Linked DNA regions of Danio rerio: region 2 is linked to region 1. The links are chromatin contacts, called in public Hi-C maps. All regions are on one chromosome and are shown on one strand. The core of a region is the stretch at or near the end of the contact, and the rest is flanking DNA. Distances in the headings are between cores, read along the strand shown. Region 1 overlaps scaper (S-phase cyclin A-associated protein in the ER). Region 2 holds the start of isl2a (ISL LIM homeobox 2a).

Region 1 (4,180 bases), core at 874-3,373:
GCCATATGCTGAGTTGATGCTGCGGCAGTCATGAAGAAGTGAAGAGCATGAGACTGATTTCTGAAAGACCACAGTGACAGATGAGTCTTTGCATTGGTCCCGTGGGCCAGCATGATCATCCGCCAGTGACCTTCCCATACCTGCAGTTCTCCATGATGGACGTCCAGTGTTCTCCAGCCTCCAGTTCCTAGACTGCAGCTCCGCACAGGAAGTTTGTGCAGATGAGAAATGGTCGTGCCCAACTGAGCCTGGTTTATCTCAAGGTTTTTTACCCTTCACTTTCATCAATTGGTGAAGTTTGTTCCTAGCCACTGTCGCCACTGGCTTGCTTGGTTTGGGACTTGTGGAGCTGCCCATTGATGGATTTGCTCTGCAGTGTTTGGACTCTCGGCAGTAAATTTTAAACCACACTGAACTGAACTAAACTGAACTGAACTCTAAAAACTGGACTGACACATCCCGAGGCCTCTAGAGATTCAAGATCCAAGACCTGCCAACCAGTGGACTTTGAGGACAACACATGAACTTCTTTACAAATGTATACAAAGACATCACTTATATGCTATACAACTGCAGGTTAACCTTGTTTACATACAACAACTTTAACTGTTAAAGCTGCTACTAGTTAACCAGTTAATCTGTTATTTTGGGCTTCCCAAATCCACATGCAGAGGTGTAAATGCAAAAATTTGGTATCATTTTAAAGAAAACCCTTTGAATTTTTATAAAACACTATTGAATGTGTTTAAAATATCTGTATATGTTGTCTGTGTCATAATGAACACCTAAAAAAAAGGGTGCCTTTTTTGATAAACTCAAATTTGAAAGTGTACCTTTTAGGTTCTGTGTGGTGTAGGGTGCTGTAATTAATTTTGGTGGTTCCTGCACATGTCTGTAATCATAGGAAAAAAAGAAAAATGTCTCTACCATAATCTATGCAAAAGTTATTGTATTCCAACTGATGAGAGGTGCGGTACAAGCCACAGGGACCAATCATTGTTTTCATATTTCACTATTCTTTTGTTTGATCAAACATAATTCACTGTGTTTGGACCACGTCAGACATATAAAAGGATTACTTATGCACATCACCTCAAAAACAGAGGAGAAATGGCCCTGAAGCGCACAGCATAAGGTAAGACATGACAGCTGTCTGTGCTATCTGGGGCTGCTTATTGATCATAAATGTATTGTTTTCACTTCTGCGCCATGGAAACACCACGATTCATTCGGCAACTGTTTGATATGTGAATATAATTCAGTAAAAAGAATGCTAGAACCATATGAGCACCGGCAAGAGCTTTCATTTGAGCTATAACTTGTACATGTGTCATATAAAAAAATATGAAAATAAACCAATGTAAAATACCTAGCTCGGGTCTCCAAAATACTGTGTATTTAAGTGTAAATAACTTTTGTACAGTAGAATAAAAACCAAAGTGATGCATATGTGCAAAAATATAGATTCTACACTTTCAAACGAAACCACTTAAGGGGTTCTGGTGCAATGCTAGCCCTTTAAATCTTAAAGCGAAAGCCGATGACATCACGAACACTGTACCGGGTCCACAGAGTTTAACTGGTTAATTAAAGTTATTAGGAACTAATAAAGTTTTGGTAATTAATAACCTTACCTTTCAGAGTTTGATTGTAATGCAATGATGAGCAAGTTTAAAGCGATTATTGTAAAAAGTGCTATACAAATAAACTTGAATTGAACTAAGCAGTAAATTTGCAAAAAGTCAGAAATTGTAGGCTATTTTCTAATTTTCCTTTCTACTAGATATACATGAGAAGACTCAGACCTCAACATCTCCAAGGAACCCTTTCTTACTTTAGGCCTAAAATGTTCCCATCAGATACACAGCAGTGAGCTAAAGAGCTGTAGCGGAGCATGAACAAACACAAACACACTCAAACCAAAGGGCCAGGGAGTGTGAACAGACCCTCTGGACATGGCAACAAGGCCGGGCAGATAGTTTACGCACATTCGCGCAGGCCAGCTGTCAACAAGGTAACCACAAAGGGGGCCGGTTAGCTTCGAGCATCTGGCCCAAACCCTGCTCGGCATAATTCTAGATTACACGCCAATCGATAAATCAGAGCCAGCAGTGTGGAGTGTGGACGATGGGCCCAAATACAGCCCCAGCCCGCCATACCTGCCAGGGTAAACACAGAGAGTGCCCCGACACAAGCTCTGCCAACCAAAGCTAACAAAGATCAAACCACTGTTTGCCGACACAGGTCTCGAGACCAAGCCGGACACAAAAACACTGTTGATCAACTTGAAGTGATGGATCGTTATTGCGACCGTTGCGTGCTGAGAGGTCATTGGTCATAGGGGCTGACTGTAGAGCGCGTTTAGCAATCAGCTTTTTGCTTTTACTCAAACTAAACAAAAAACCTGGGGTGGAAAAAAAAAAAAAGTGTTTTAGGACGTCACCTAGACCTTGTACCCCGAACACCCCCTGCACACACACATACAGAGAAGGAGAGGGGTCCGGGGGGGCTCTTTGTTTACACATGTCATCCATCTCCACTCCCTCCAGAAAGGCCCTGGAGAGCTGCAGTGATAATTCTCTCACCAAACCCTCTCTGACACAAACCAGAAAACAACAGGAATGCGAGGAGGAGGAAGAGGAGGAGAGAGATTGATCACAGCGCTTCATTCCCTCTAGTGGACAGCTCCGAAATCTCACAACTAAAAATTATGTTTGAAATGTAAGTACACATGAAATCAAAACTAACCATACTGATTTTGTTAGCTCACATTGCTAGTGAACAATTTGTCTGTGCATGTCCTTAAAGAGCCCCTATTATGTTTTTTTTGAAAATGAGCTTCTATGCAGTGTGTAACACAGCTGTAAGCAGGGCTTTACATTAACACCAGCCAACACGCCAAATGCGGGTAGATTTCAGCGGTGGCGGGTATGACAGACACTCCCACAAGCCACTTTGGCTGGTTGAAAATAATTTTCCCGGATAGTAATTCTGAAAAGCAGGGTTCGACAATAAGGATGGTCCAATATGCATGCAAAGGCGATCTTAGAATTGAGAAGCAACATGACTGACAAAAATAATTGCGATCGTGCGAACAATAGATGGCAGGTGAATACTGAATGAGAGGCTAATCACTCGCGCTAACAGCTGAGGTGATGCAAGCGACTGTTTAAAACGCGTGCGCGTTTCCTTGCGTGAAGCAACTGTGTCTAGAAACACAACTGATGTGACAAATTCTCTTTCAAATAGACTGGACAAGAAGGGATGAACATGCACCCACAGTCTCGCTGCTTTCAAGATTTCCAGAGTTGTCTTTTTGTAAGCAGCACCGGTTTGAAGATTATTTATGGGTCTAACGTTAACTGTGTGTGTGTGATCATCCTTTCATTATCACACGGTATATTTTTACCTGCTTTCTTTTGCGTTAATAGGGTTTAATTATATTTTTTAACAATAACATTGCTTTAATGGGAGATTACTCCCCATTTATGTGTAGTTAACTGGCGATCTGGGACCCTTAGCCAGGACAGATTACTGTGCATATGTTTCGTTAAATAAAAAAAGTATAGTATTCAGCTATATTTTGCTTGTTTTGACACATTTAAAATTTGTGGCTAGGAAATAATTAATTGTTTATGACTGGTGTGGTCAGAGATACATTTGGTAAATCCTTCATTTTAAGCTCTGAAAATTATGTGAAATAAAAGCTAATTGCAATACTATGAAACCATGACCCATTTGCAGACATCCCAAGTCTCCCGGAAGTTCCAGGAGTCTCCCGCAAATGCATAGAGACTCCCGCATCCCCGCAGATAAATGATAATCTCCTGGAAATCGCGCATCTCCCGCCCGTTCCTTAAAAACGTCGCACACCCCTCTACACTACATCCCTCCCAGCTCTTCAGGTACATCGCGCGCAACTCACCCCCACCACTTTATAGGTATGTCGCGCGCAACTCACCCCCGCTGCTCTTCAGGTATGTCGCGTGCAACTCACCCCCGCTGCTCTACTGGTATGTCGCGCGCAACTCACCCCCGCTGCTCTACAGGTATGTCGCGCGCAACTCACCCCCGCTGCTATACAGGTATGTCGCGCGCAACTCACCCCCGCTGCTATACAGGTATGTCGCGCGCAACTCACCCCCGCTGCTTTACAGGTATGTCGCGCGCAACTCACCCC
Region 2 (4,180 bases), core at 910-3,409, 210 kb before region 1:
AATCGTTATTATGCTACATATGCCTGGCAGCCTCCCAAATCTATGTTTCTGACCTCCTTCACAGAGACAACACCGTTTCAGCCTAAATTAAATTCATTTCTTTGCAGGGTTAAGGGTCAAAGTCAAAGGTGAGGTTCGACAGGCGGTCATCCTGAGAGAGGATTCACAACACACTGTTAGCATGATTGTCCGAATCATTTTTAGTCAAATAAAGAAGATATTATTTATGGTTGACTCGCCTGCAGGCTATCTAGGCTAGATTTAATTACTGGCGGTTCATTCCGCTGTGTCGACCCCTGATAAATCAGGGACAAACGCCGAAGAAAAAGTAATTAATATATATGTCATTACAAACATGACAAAATGGGCAGATTAAACCAAGTTAAGTTTAATTTATTTTAAGCACGAAGCACATTCACCTTTTGTGGTGTGCAAGAAGCGCTTCGTTCAAGCAGAACTTAACAGTTGTAGGCAAATTTGTGTTGTGAGTCACTTCTGACATTTTCATTCATTGGAAGCAGAAGGGATTAAAGATTCATGTAGACCAGTTATGATTTGCAAAACGCAAAGTTACAATGCAAAACGTGCAGAGAGACAGAAACAACAACTACAACAAAAACAAACACGTATAATACGATTTAAAATCCGGCCTAATAACAACTTTTTTGGTTGCAAAAAAAGTTTGTTAATAGAATAACAGTTTGTTTGTTTGTAAAGATGATTTAAAACCCCTTTTGTTGAATTGAAAAGTTCCTTAACTTTGGTTCTTCATGGAAGCTAAAAGAATTTACGCGTTTCATTCTGTGCAACGATTTCTTGAATTCGCATTCTTGCAAAACATTTTTAAATTGTATTTAGAAATGTGAACTAGGAGGTTTGCTATAAGGACCCTTAGAAATTTATAGGAAAAAACTGTAAAAAAATAAATCGATAAACAATTATATAAAGTATGATTTTTTTATTATGAATAAGTTTATTAATTGTAATAAATTATTACGAAAATAATTAACAAATTAAAATAAGATTAAAACAGTCAGATATTTTATTAACATAAACATGCATGCTAACAAAATATTTTTTTACAAAAAAAATATATATATGATTAAATGAGATTCAAGTAAATGGAAAGTATTGAAAAATAAATAATTTCAATAAAAAATAAAATTCACCTTACAGATAGAAACAAAGAAAAAAATAATCATAATTAATTAACTACTTACCAATAAAATAAAAATATGATACTGTAATTTAAAATAAACAATGTTTTCCAAATAATATTTTATACTCTAGGCCTTTTTTAAAGTATATGCCTAAGTTGTCTTTACACAATAAAGTATGCTTGTAAGGTATAAGGCCTTTTTTTTAATTTTAGGATGGAGATATCTGATAAGGCCATATCTGAGAAGCCTTTGTAACGAACTGAAAACTACTGACAGATAACATACTGTACACATCATATGTGTGATAATGTTTTGATGTCCAGTAGGGGGCTCACTAGAACACACAGACTTCATATGGATTTACCCTACAGGAACGTCTGTACGCATGAAATTTCCTTCTTATTCAGCATTTTAAATTATATGGGATTGGTATATATATATATATATATATATATATATATATATATATATATATATATATATATATATATATATATATATATATATATATATATATATATATATAGATAAACTATCAACATATATAATGTTTATATATAATACATTAACATTAAAATGTAGACATTTTAAACTTATTTAAATAAAAAAAAAGGTCTTGTTCTCGTAAAACAGTAAAAACATAGCGTCCAAATAGGTTGTTCCAGCCTCTCACACACTTGGCTCAAGTTGGCTGCTTTTTATAAATCGGTTTAGGCAATTCTCATATGTTCTAATTTACTTTTTGTGCTTGTTTATTACCTGTCACACCTCGTGCCGTCTCACAGTTACGCCTGCATGAGAAACAAATGCACGAGCTTGATCTTCAGCTCTTCGGTCTCTAATATTCAAAGCGCTCCCGCGGTCGGATCTCCGCGCCGGGCTCTGCTGATATTCGGGGTCCAGGTTTGCATGTGACGTCAGGCCCCGGTGACGTCAGAGCCAGTGTCTGTGTGTTACTCTTCCCACAGGCTCTTCGGCCAGAAGTTATTAGTCAGCTCGGGACGAGGCAGTTTCCCATTCCATTTCCTCATCTGTAGCCTTCTGCCTTAACCCTCCTGTATGGTGGATATTCTACCGCATCCTTCTTTCTTGGGTGATATGGGGGATCATTCAAAAAGTAAGTGAACATTCGTGTTATACAGAAGTTTTCGTCCTTGCATAGGGTTATATGCAAAATTAGAGCTGCTAGCAAAACAGTTGCATTAATAACATTCAGTATTTTGTTGCGCGACATATTCAAAAACAACAAAACAATTTGGCTGCAGTTAATAGTAATTAAGTAGAACACAAAAGAAGCTCCACTTGCATGTTAAATATAGGATGCATAAAACACGAACTATTGCTGTATTTACACGTCGGTGGTGTTTTGGGGGATTAAATGCATATGGGTGCAGTCGGTGGACTCTAATCCCTGCTTTCCATATCCAGAGAAGTCTGGAATCGCCATGTGTGTCGGCTGTGGAAGTCAGATCCATGATCAGTACATACTGCGGGTGTCCCCGGACCTGGAGTGGCACGCAGCCTGTCTGAAGTGCGCAGAATGCAGTCAGTACCTGGATGAGACGTGCACTTGCTTCGTCCGAGACGGCAAGACTTATTGCAAGAGAGATTACGTACGGTACGAGCAACTATATTTGTGATTTCACAGCTTGGGAATTTCGTCGAGGCCCAGTTTTTCACACAATCTTGACCCAGACAGATTTAGAGATATGGAGAATAATGTTTTGTTGTGTTTTACGTAAACTGGAGATAAAAGCAGCGTTTAGAACAATCAAGCCCTATTTTATTTATGTTAATAAAGTTGATTAAGCTAAATGTTACAATAGAAAATTTAAAATAACTGTATTAAGTGGAATTATTTAGTTTTCAGCACAATTTAAACTGAACGTCCATATTTCATGGCTCGAGTGTTTGGCTAATGTATTGCAGTCGTGTTTGGTTTGGGTTTGCCATGCTTGTTACTGCTGTTTGTTCAGTTTTATTTTAAAGTTTGCTTTGTAAAGAAATGTAATTCCATTGGCAACAGTTTCTGCAAAGCTTATATGTGCGTAAAGGATATTCTAGATAGTGCATTGAAGCGCACGCTTAAAAAAATAAATGTTTCAGAAAGTATTGTGTTGCGATGCCACAGAAGAAGATTTTTTCTGGGTTTTCTAAAATACATTTCAGTGAATGACTCTTGAGATAATCTAAACAGCCCATTTGCACTATAAAGAGTCGGTGTGGAATTTAAAGTTTCCATGGATGATGATAGCCTATCGTTTGTTTGTTTTTTTAAAAACACACTGTATTTTATAAGTTACGGCTATATGTTCTGTCTTAAATATATTAAACATAATTTTAATACACTAAAACGTATCTATTAATATATTTGTAAACCAAATAATAGTAATAAATGCATTAAAACAGTGTTAGAATGTAGCCTATAACAGCCTTTATGATATATATTATTGCATATAACTTTATTATCTTTACTTTTTAATTTAGATTTTCAAGGGATAAATGTGTGTGTTCAGTGTTTAAAATGCATTAAATGCACATGCCTTTATAAAATAGAGTACGCCTATTTCTTGCCCCTATAAAACCATCCGCTTTGCGAGCAGTAAAATAACCAAATGCTTCTTCTGGAAATTGCAGATTATTCGGGATCAAATGCGCCAAATGTAACATCGGTTTCTGCAGCAGTGACCTGGTCATGAGGGCCCGGGATAACGTCTACCACATGGAGTGTTTTAGGTGCTCGGTGTGCAGCAGACATTTGCTCCCGGGAGATGAGTTCTCATTGCGGGACGAGGAGCTGCTCTGCCGGGCGGACCACGGACTGCTAATGGAACGCGCTTCCGCTGGGAGCCCCATCAGCCCGGGGAACATTCACTCTAGCAGGCCCTTACACATCCCAGGTAGTAGTAAAAATAATATTAGTATTAATAAATTCAGTAGAAATAATTAAAAAGTTGCAGGTTGTATTTAAAAATGATTTACTGTAGGCCTACATAAATGTAAAGTGTGGCTGTAATGGT

The links. A called contact is a pair of places that touch in the nucleus more often than the background predicts.
Region 2: a Hi-C map of fibroblasts shows a contact between it and region 1, with 4 times the contacts expected there. The contact joins the promoter of isl2a here to the enhancer-like site in region 1. A contact is called at or near these places in 6 of 18 Hi-C or Micro-C datasets (caudal fin, embryo, fibroblasts and 2 more) and 2 of 4 datasets of contacts at active chromatin or transcription factors (caudal fin and embryo).

What each region holds. Positions count from the first base shown.
Region 1 is chr25:34,976,749-34,980,928 of GRCz12tu, reverse strand. The region is part of intron 4 of scaper (S-phase cyclin A-associated protein in the ER); the gene reads right to left. Among named protein-coding and RNA genes, the nearest start is that of scaper, 15 kb to the right of the region's middle. Within about 2 kb of position 2,123, at least 12 of the 62 cell types and tissues checked have an H3K27ac peak or open chromatin away from gene starts, as enhancers often do.
Region 2 is chr25:35,187,395-35,191,574 of GRCz12tu, reverse strand. It overlaps isl2a (ISL LIM homeobox 2a), which reads left to right and starts at 2,159. Exons shown (of 6, transcript NM_130970.1): 1 at 2,159-2,277; 2 at 2,589-2,778; 3 at 3,798-4,060. The coding sequence starts at 2,220.